2 separate regions of the Mus musculus genome follow, and region 2 is linked to region 1. A link is a contact called in public HiChIP or PLAC-seq data. All regions are on one chromosome and are shown on one strand. The core of a region is the stretch at or near the end of the contact, and the rest is flanking DNA. Distances in the headings are between cores, read along the strand shown. Region 1 has its middle 26 kb from the start of Dynlrb2. Region 2 overlaps Pkd1l2 (polycystic kidney disease 1 like 2).

Region 1 (5,353 bases), core at 1,985-4,484:
CCCTTTCCTCCTATGAGATTACTTCTTGGGTTTGGTGGCTCCCAGCATGCTTTGCATTTCGAGGTTGTTTGTGTTTGTTGAATTCTCTCTAATCCTTCCTCACTGTCAGTGCACCCAGAATTAGTTCTGCAGCTCTCTTTAAGGAATGAAAGGCTCCAAGAGAACTGGGCAGGGACTCGGTGTGTCTCTGCCACCCAATCAGCATCTGGAGCAGGGGAGGTTCGATAATATTCATAAAGGCCAACAATATAGATATTAAATTTTGTTCTGTTGATTATTAACTTCTGAACTGGAATCATAACCCTCCCAAATCCAAATAATTTTTAAGATAAACTTTTAAGATATTATTATTAATATTATAATTGTGTGTGTGTGTGTGTGTGTGTGTGTGTGTGTAGGGGTATTATCCACAGATATATAGGTTCTGTGGAGTTCAGAAGAGGTTTTTAGATCTCCTGTGGGTGTGAAGCTGGAGTTAGAGGCTGTTGTGAACCACCTAATTAGGGTACTGGGCTTTGAACTCAGGTTCTCTGAATGAGCAGTAAGTGCCTCTAACCACTGAGCGATCTCTCTCCAGCCCCAGCTTGTTCACATTAGAATTAATCAGGACAGAAGCAAGCGAGTAGGATCAGAAGCCAGAGGCTCTAATGCTCAAGGCTACCACCTAGTGGTCAAGGCTTGTCAGCAAGGCTCAACCTCCCCAAACAGAACTATCAGCTAGGGACCAAGCGCCCAACTTAAGCCCTTGGAGTTGGTTCAAATTCAAACTTCTTTTACGTACTTGGATCGTATTTTTGTGCCTGCAGTTTTGGAGGGCCGCGTTTCTGGCATCTATCTTAGATTCACGATTAAGGCCTGCGGCTTACGTAGCTTAGGATGGGAAGCTGAGGGGCCGTTCTCTTGTGGGTAGGACACGATGTATTGGAGGGTGGGCTTTCTCCTGCTCCTGCCGTTGGTGTCAGCACTGGTGGTCATTAGCGCTCCTCCAGGCTACCTGCCACACGGGGATATCCTCGCCAGCTTAATGAAACTTCACTGCGCGGAGAAACCACCTCAGTGTCCTCTAATTTGCCTTTCCTTTACTTGAGTTCTCTCCAAACAAGCCCCTGTTTGTGTAGCCACTGGAGACGTGAGGATGACACAGACTCTGGTCTCAAGAAGCTCGTGAGGGAGTAGGGAAAGAATGGGACCATGGAGATACAGCAGTGACAAAAACCCTCTATGGGAACCTGTGGGTCTCAACCTTCTCAATGCTGTGACCCTTTAATACAGTTCCTTATGTGGTAGTGACCCCCGACCAATAAAATTACTTCGCTGCTACTTCATAAGTATAATTTTGCTACTGTTATGAGATGTAATGCAAATATCTGCACTTTCTGATGGTCTTAGGTAACACCCGTGAAAGAGTCATTCACCCAGAGGAGTTGTGACCCACAGGTTGAGACGCATTGGCTTAGCATGACCACACAACCAAAGCTTTGTGCAGAGTTTATTTGAAGGCAGCATCTGTTGTGATTTTCAAAACAAAGTAATTTGTAGCTCTTTGATCAGTTCTCTACATCCCCCCCCCCCCCCGTTTCCAGAGAGGTTCTCACTGAACCTGGAGCCCACTTATCACCTAGGCTGGGCAGTCAGTGGATTTCCCAGATCTGCTGGCCTCCACTCTGCTGGGGTTCCAGGCATATGGCTATGGTTCTGCCTATAAAAAATAAGATCTATTTTTTATTGGATATTTTCTTTACTTACATTTCAAATGTTATCCCCTTTCCTCATTTCCCCTCTGAAAACCCCTCTATCCCATTTCCCTACTCCACTGCTCACCACCCACCCACTCCCTGCCCTGGCATTCCTCTACACTGGGGCATCTAGCCTCCTCCCGTTGATGTCTGTCAAGGCCATCCTCTGCTACATATGTGGCTGGAGCCATGGGTCCCTCCATGTGTACTTTTTGGTTGGTGGTTTAGTCCCTGGTAACTCTGGAGATACTGGTTAGTTCATATTATTGTTCCTCCTATGGGGCTGCAAACTCCTTCAGCTCCTCAGGTCCTTTCTCTAGCTCCTCCATTGGGGACCCTGTGCTCAGTCCAATGGTTGGCTGAGAACATCCACCTCTATAGTTGTCAGGCACTGGCAGAGCCTCTCAGGAGACAGCTATATCAGGCTCCTGTCAGCAAGCACTTGTTGGCATCCACAATAGTGTCTGGGTTTGGTAACTGCATATGGGATGGATCCCAGGGAAATGCAGATCGAAACAACCCTGAGATTCCACCTCACACCAGTCAGAATGGCTAAGATAAAAAAGTCAGGTAATAGCAGATGCTGGTGAGGATATGGAGAAAGAGGAACACTCCTCCATTGTTGGTGGGACTGCAAGCTGGTACAACCACTCTTGAAGTCAGTTCTGTGGTTCCTCAGAAAATTGGACATGGTACTACCGGAGGACCCAGCTGTACCCAGAAGGTGTTCCAACATGTAATAAGGACACATGCTCCACTATGTTCATAGCAGCCTTATTTATAATAACCAAAAGCTGGAAAGAAGCCAGATGTCCCTCAACAGAGGAATGGATACAGAAAATATGGTACATTCACACAATGGAGTACTACGCAACTATTAAAAACAATGACTTCATGAAATTCTTAAGCAAATGGATGGATCTGGAAGATATTAACCTGAGTGAGGTAACCCAACCACAAAAGAACACACATGGTATGCACTCACTGATAAGTGGATATTATCTCAGAATCTTAGAATACCCAAGATCATTTTTTTAAAAAAATTATGTTTATGACAGCCTGCTTATAGGATTGTATCCATGGTGCAGTACTCACAGGGGCCAAAAGGGGGCAGTGAATCCCCTGTAGTTGATGGCCCTGATGTGTGTGCTGGGCACTGAACATAGGTCTTGCAGAAAAACAGGAAGTGTGCCTCAGTCCTGAACCATCTCTCTAGTTCATGAGCCTGGCTTCTAAGTGGGGATTGAACTGGGGTTCTCATGCTGGTGTGATAGGCACTTGACTGCATGAATCCCTCTTAGATGATTTTCAAAGCATCCTGGGTAAATATCCTGGTGGCCAACCGGTTCTTCTTCATTGTGCGAGAGAGGCCAGGCAACTGGATGGAGAATGCACCATCAAAGAGCAAGCAGTTCTTTTCCTTGGAAGAGGAGGCACCTTGGGAGGGCATCTTTTTGTTTTAAGGTGGTGGCCATCGTACTCCAGCCTGGAAGCTCTAGAATGGTGCGGTTATGGAAGTGCACAGCCCACACTCTCCGTTTGCACAAACGTCTGTGTCCATGGAGTAGAGATGTATGATCGCAGAGGACTTTTTGGTGGTTGTGGTTCTTGCTTTATCTAGACCTCTCATCCCTAAATCTTGAACAAAGATTCATGGTTGTCAAAAATCCTAACCTTCCTTGAGCCTAGGAAAAAGAACCGCAACATTAATTTAAGAACAAATAGATGGGGCATGCCCATTGTTGCATAAATGGGAAATACGACGAAACTAAGAGAGAAGACAGGAAACCAGAAAGTTCCCCAAGAGATAGGGTGTGGCCATCTGTCGATCAGCTGGACTGGGAAATGCCAGGCGTCCCACAGGAAACCTGGTCTCACCGGAAGCTGATGCTGGCCTCGTGGTTCACTGGCAGCTCTGTGTTTATCTAAAAAATCTAAGCTCAGGCTGCCTTTTATGATCATACACGAGGTGGTGTTGCATGCTGAGCTTTGAGAAGAACTGGATTTTCAGTGGTGTTTTCACCCTTGGGACTAGGTGCTGAGAGCTCCGTGCTGTGTATTAATGAGAACTTTCATGCCTTGCTTTGGGTGGTATTGGAATTTGTGTGTGTGTGTGTGTGTGTGTGTGTGTGTGTGTGTGTGTGTTAGATGAGCTACAGCCAATGTGTACTCCGTTATTTATCACTTCCCACCTGAGACCTAGGCTGAAGTGAAGGAATCCAAATATCCACCTTTACCAACTCACTGTTTTTGCTTCTGCTCACCAAGTCCCCTGGCACTCACTAAGGGTTCCAGGATTCTTTCTAAGAGACATTTTGGAAGTGAAATTAGGCTAAAATTCCTACTTTAAATGATCAGCTCCATGTATTATGGACCTGGAGATCTCAGAGTACATACCTTGCTTCACAAACACAGTGGCTATTTATATGAGTACACTGTTGCTGTCTTCAGACACACCAGAAGAGGGCATCGGACCCCATTACAGATGGTTGTGAGCCATCATGTGGTTGCTGGGAATTGAACTCCGGACCTCTGGAGAGCAGTCAGTGCTCTTAACCACTGAGCCATCTCTCCAGTCCAGGCAAACTCTTATGACTCTTCAAAACCATACCCAACTGCCACTCCCTTGTTTGTCCCCCCGAACTTCCCAATAAATCTACCCACATCTCTGTCCTGCCATTGTCCCTTCAATGGATCTCTGTAAATGCATTCTCAATGGGCTGTTGTCAGGGGGTCAAAAAGATTGGCCAAGGGGGAGATAAAAATCCTTTTATGTATGAAGCATAAATATATGTGTGGTATGTAAACATAGAGACTTAAAATTTGTGATGTAAGGGTTGGGGATTTCACCCAATGGTAGAGCGCTTGCCTAGCAAGCGCAAGGCCCTGGGTTCGGTCCTCAGCTCTGAAAAAAAATTTGTGATGTAAATAGATTAGAGAAAATACATCTTAAAATGCTCTGTTCTAGAATTAGTGGGTTTTTTTTGTTTGTTTTTTTTTTTTGTTTTCCCATTGCTGTGGTAAAAGAGCATGTTTGAGGCAATGTATAGAAAGGATTTATTTGGGCTTCTCGTTCTGGAGAGAGAGTCTGCCACATTGATACAACATTCGGGGGTCAAGAGTGGAAGTTGGGAGGCTGGGTGCTTTACTGAACTCACGAAGCAGAGGGACGAAACCAGAAGTGAGGTAAGGCTATGAACTCTCAAAGCCACCCCCCCCCCATCTATCTCCTCACCATGTCCTTCATAAATAGCATCACCAACTGCGGACCAAGTATTGAAATGTCTAACCTGTCAGGGACGTCTCATTAAACCACCACGGATGTCTATAACCAAAAAGGGGAGAGAAATATGGTTTGATTATAATCCTGTCTCCTGTATAATAACACTTACTCTGTATTAGTCTGTGTCTCTCTTAGTAGGTGGGAAGCCAAGATTTTGAAGCTCTGCTCCCTAGAAGGATACCCAGCAGGTCTTCTCAAGCACTAATTTCCTTGAGGGATCATATAACTGATGCCTGCTTATCCCTAAACACAATTGTGTCATGCCAGAACCTTCTGCCAAAATGCATCCTAATATTATAAAAACTAACTCCAGAACTCCTGCTTTGTGACTCTG
Region 2 (5,353 bases), core at 1,089-3,588, 570 kb before region 1:
AGCCTGTGTGGGGTGCTCTGTCAAAGAATATGCAGTTCGCTGGGCCATTAAGGTGATAATGATAATGACTCGGTCTGACTGTGGACAGAAAACACACACACACACACACATACACACACGGCAAGTAGGCTTCATTTCCAAACACCTCCCCTCTGCACCCAAAGGGAGAGGCCAGTTTCCCCTTTGTCCCCATCTCCCGGGGCTCAGCAAGAAGGCAGGAGGTGTGGCCACACACACAACATTGACTGTTCACTTGCAAGCCAATAGCTTCACAGTTGTCTGAGCACTACACAATGACTAGAGGCTCCTGTGATGTGTGAGGCTCCTTTAAGGAAAAAAGATACTCATTTGCTCACTCATGTTTATAACAGACAGGTGCCCGATGTCAGGCTTTGTTCTGGGTGCTAGGTATGCGGCAGTGAGCACCACAGAGGAAATCGCTACCTTCACAATCTTTAACATCTAAGAGCAGAGACAACTGGTAAACCAAGACATGTCCCACAGGGGGGCACTGTTGAGCATAGCAACTGGGAGCATCTCTGCAGGTGCTGTGAGGCTGGGGTGAAGGGCGGGAGAATAGTGCCTGTCTGGACTCTTTCGTGTGTGAGGCACCAGATTCCATTACCATCACTGTTAAAACAAATCCCCAAACTAATGTGGACGCCAGGGGTGCTAGCTCATGTCGACAGTCCCCACACTTGAAAGGCTGGGGCAGGAGGATTGCCTTGAGCTCAAGATCAGCCTGGGCTCCATGGTGAGTTCTAGACCAGCCTGAACTACAGAGTGAGACGTTGTCTCAGAAAAACAAACAAGGGCTGGCGAGATGGCTCAGCGGGTAAGAGCACTGACTGCTCTTCCAGAGGTCCTGAGTTCAAATCCCAGCAACCACATCGTGGCTCACAACCATCCGTAATGAGATCTGACACCCTCTGAAGACAACTACAGTGTACTTATGTATAATAATAAATAAATCTTTAAAAAAAAGAAAAAGAAAAACAAACAAACAACAACAAAAACAAAACCAACAAAATCCCAAGTGAATACCAATAAACAAAAATCCCCCAATGGGCTGACTAGATAGCTCAGTAGGTATAGGTACTTGCTGCTCTGGCCTGGGACCTGAGTTTCATCCTCAGACCCACATAAAGGTGTTAGGAGAAAACCAACACCACAAAGATGCTATCTGCTATCCTCTGCACTCCATATGTGTGCTGCGGCATGTGGGTATCCGCCTCCTCTCTCTGTCTCTCTCTCTGTCTCTGTCACACACACACACACACACACACACACACACACACAGAGAGAGAGAGAGAGAGAGAGAGAGAGAGAGAGAGAGAGAGAAACCCAGCTAGCTCGTGTTGCTGGTTCCTGGAGAGGTGTGGCTCTGGTCTGAGTGGAGTCTAGAAGGCTGATTCTCTTCCTCTTGCTATTCCTTTCTCTCCATCCACTCCCCAACTTCCTTTTGTTCATGTCGTAATTTGTTTTACCACATTAAAAAAAAAACAATAACTAATAACTAACTAACTAACTAAACTAACTGCCAAAACAAACCACCTCCAGGCTGGAGAGATGGCTCAGCAGTTAAGAGCACTTGTTGCTCTTCCAGTGGATCCAGGTTCCATTCCCGTGCTGGGAATGGTGGCTCCCAACGTCTGGAGCTCCTGGTCCAGAAGATCGAACGTCCTCTTTGGCCCCTAAGGCACCAGGCATGCACACGGTGCACAGATATACATGTGGGCAAAACACCTATATACATAAAATAGGAATAAATCTAATTTTTTAAAAAAAAGTTTAAAAACCAAACCAAGGCAACAAAAAATAACAAATAAAACCCCCAAAATCAGAAACCCACTTATGAGTGGGGAGACGATTCCTCGACTTTTCACACACTTAGGGAAATGTTTCTAAAGGTGTAGCAATCTATATGGCTGCCTTCTAACCAGCCCAGTGACCTTCCAGAGTGGCTGTCACACCTTCAATAGCTGGGACTTCTCTGTCCCTGTGGCCAGGGGTTTGGCTCTGCCCTCCTAATCACTCCATTTCTGTTTTTGCCAGGTTTCTGCCTCCACTGTGGCCCCGAACCAGCCCTCCCTGCTGTGTACCTACCACTTGGAGAAGAAAAGGATGGCTTTGTCCTGCCAGTGGTCATCTCTGTTACCAATCGGGCAGGGGACATAGAGCAGACCCAAGTGGCAGTTAAGGTAGGTGGTGGTTGATGGATCGGGTTTCTTTACCGGGAAATGTCTCCACCCCGCTGAACTGCTGCGACTACAGGGCATGCCGAGGCAGCTGAGGGCACGGGTGAGCAGCCATGATCAGCCAGCAGAACTCTGGGCAGAGCCTGGAGAGATCTCAAAAGGAGTTCATGGCTCAGAGGCTCAGAAGCAGGTGTGGGTGTGGGTGGATGGGACGAAGGAAGCAGCTAGAGGTGGAGTGTGAGCTTGCACAAGATGTGGTGGTGGAAGCCATCACTTGCCTGATACAAACGTGTCTGGGTGCCCTCCAGCCTCAGGAAGTGCAAGAGCTCCTCTACCAGGCCTGCTCTGCTCCCAGACCCATGGCTTTAGGGGCCAGCATCTTGAACAAAAAGACCACTGATCCCGTTTCTGGTTCCCCTGTCAGGTGGGACACAGTTACACGGGTGTTGAAGATGTGACATTCCAGGAGATGGTGTCAGAGAGAATCGCCACAGCTCTGCACCAAGAGAGTGGCCGTGAACAGCTTCTCCTGTTTGCCAAGGCTGTGTCCTCTGAACTCAACTCGGAGGTCCAGAGCCCAGGCTCTGGGCAACTTGGAATGGACATCAAGCGGAAGGTACATGAAATGGGTCCTTTAAAGTCTGCATGTGACTTCTCGGGGTGGGAATGGAGCTCGTGAGTCAGAGAAGCCTTGAGTGCCCCTCCCACAGTGGTCATGGTCACTTCCTGCTTTTGTTCTTCCACTGAGTGACATAAAAAAAAATGAAGGAAATGTCTTCTTTATTGGTAACCCGCTTTCTCCGCTCAACTCCATGGAGTCACGGTCTTCTGGAATCCAAAAGAGAGGTTGTGAGCCTCACTCTGGCAGAGAACCTTCTGGAGACTGTAGGGAAGAATCGAATCTACTCCTTTTTCTAGCTTCTAGAGGTCATCACCAGTCTTGGGATCCTAATCCCCTTTTCCATGTTGTGTGTGTGTGTGTGTGTGTGTGTGTGTGTGTGTGTGTGTGTGTGTGTGTGTATGTGTGTGTGTGTGTGTGTGTGTGTGCATGTGCACATGTGTGCGTGTCTCTGTATGTGCATGTGTGTGTGTGCCCGTGTGTGTACACATACGTGTGTATGTCTGTGTGCTCTAGAGGATCAAACATAGGTCTTCATTTTTCTATACCAAGTACTTTACTAATTGAGCTATGACCCCAGCACCTCCTTACCACATTTTTGAACCCTCTCTCTTTTCTCACCTCTGAATACATCCCTCATCTCCTTCCCCAATGTTCCTGCCTCTCTTATGGAGACCCTTGCGATTACACCGTCCCCACCTGTAGCTGCCGAAAGAGCTCCCCATTTGAAGGTGCTAACCTGAACTGTATCTTCAGGATGCTTTTGCCAAAGCACCTTTTCTTTTTTTTTTTCCTGTGGGGCACCATGGTCACTGGTTTCAAAGGTGCAGATGTGGGTTTCTTTTGGCTGGTGTTCCCTCTGCCATACATGCAGGTCTACAGAGCCGGATGAGCCGTGTCATTCCTAGGATCCCCGAATTCTCTTGAGATGCCTTCACAGTGCCTTTGAGGTACAGCTCATCTCCTGGCCTTTCTCCCTCTGTCCAAGGTCAGAGAGCTTATGCTGCGATCACTGTCCGTGGTCACCACCGGCCTGCAGAACATGCAGAGGGTCCAGGCTTTGGCTGAGGTGCTGAGGGAGGTGACTCAGCGTGCTGAGGAGCTCACACCTGCGGCCCAGGTGAGACTTTCCACTGGCTGAGCCAGGCTATGTACAGCACACATCCCTCCATGGTGTGGGGGTGGCAACTCATTAGAGGATAGATCAAAGAAGTCTCTCAATTATGGCACTGTCCTGGGGCTACGAGACGTTTGCCATCTTCTTCCTAAGGGTACTTCATGGGTGGTTCAAGGGAAGGCGGTTCATGGCAGGCCCAGGTGCCTCGCACTGGGCTTATGGTCTGAATGTTTACTGCCCACTAGTGGATACCAACGGGAATACCTGGATCCTATTCATCCTGGGTCCCAAGTATGTGTCCAGATATTGCTGCAGACCCACTGTGTGTCAACCTAACATGCAGCTGCTGGCTCCTGCCTTTCTAGCCTGGGGTCTCTGTGGCCCTCAGAGCTCCCCTATCTGATCACATGGCAGGGGATTCGCACAGTGCTCAGCGACTGGTGAGGGTGGGGCACAAGTACCTCAGCTCCTGGACACTCTTGGTGGGTAAGTCCTGAGCGGGACTGAGTCCCGGATTAAATCTCAATAGGCTTGATAGCACCTTCTGCATTGACCTCTGATCCTTCCCATCATCTCCACTTCCTCATTTCTCTAAAATAATGTTCCCTGGGATCACCTTCAAATCAATGGCTTACACGCAAACTTTTGCTTCAGGATCATCCTCCTGAAGACTCATAGCCAAGTACCAGACCAGAGTCAAAAATGAAGCCATAAAGCCAGAGTGGGCACCCTGATCCTTCCCAGCTGTTCTGCCAGGGGGCTGCCATCACAGAACTCCCAGCATGAAGCCAGAAAGGCTGGAACTATTCCAGGGCCATGTGCTGTTGATGTGACACTTCCTGCTCCCACCATCTGCACCTCTGTTCTACCTGCACCTCTGTTTTATGCACACACACCCCTCTATACATCTCCTATCCCCCCCTTCTGTGCATTACACTAATTTACTCATTCTACAAATGCTTCTAGAATGCCGTGCACAGGTATTGAACTTCTTCACACATGGACCTGCCACAGTGGTACTTCAAGGCTATTGGACACCTAGATATTAAACAAATAATTTCACAAACACATAAAATTACAAAATTGGGATGAGTGTTATGTCAACTATCTACCATCCATTACCCATCCATCATCCACCCATCCATCATCCATTCATCTATCATCCACCCACCCACCCATCCATCTATCCATCCCCCATCCATCATCTATCCATCTATCTACCCATTCATCCACCCATCCATCATCCATTCATCTATCATCCACCCACCTATCCATCCATCCATCCACCCATCTACCTATCCATTCATCCAAAATCCACCCATCCATCAATCCACCCATCCATCCACCTACCCATTCATCCATCCATCATCCATCCATCACCCATCTATTATCTATCCATCTATCCACCCATTCATCCAC

The links. HiChIP or PLAC-seq counts read pairs in DNA pulled down with a chosen protein or histone mark.
Region 2: a contact with region 1 is called in an H3K27ac HiChIP or PLAC-seq map of large pre-B cells, with 2.7 times the contacts expected there. The contact joins two enhancer-like sites.

Annotation. Positions count from the first base shown.
Region 1 is chr8:116,476,387-116,481,739 of GRCm38.p6, reverse strand. No RefSeq gene overlaps it. Among named protein-coding and RNA genes, the nearest start is that of Dynlrb2, 26 kb to the left of the region's middle. Within about 2 kb of position 3,234, at least 21 of the 459 cell types and tissues checked have an H3K27ac peak or open chromatin away from gene starts, as enhancers often do.
Region 2 is chr8:117,048,491-117,053,843 of GRCm38.p6, reverse strand. Pkd1l2 (polycystic kidney disease 1 like 2) reads left to right here. Exons shown (of 43, transcript NM_029686.4): 15 at 2,056-2,201; 16 at 2,623-2,814; 17 at 3,806-3,937. Among named protein-coding and RNA genes, the nearest start is that of Gm15395, 19 kb to the right of the region's middle. Within about 2 kb of position 2,338, at least 40 of the 459 cell types and tissues checked have an H3K27ac peak or open chromatin away from gene starts, as enhancers often do.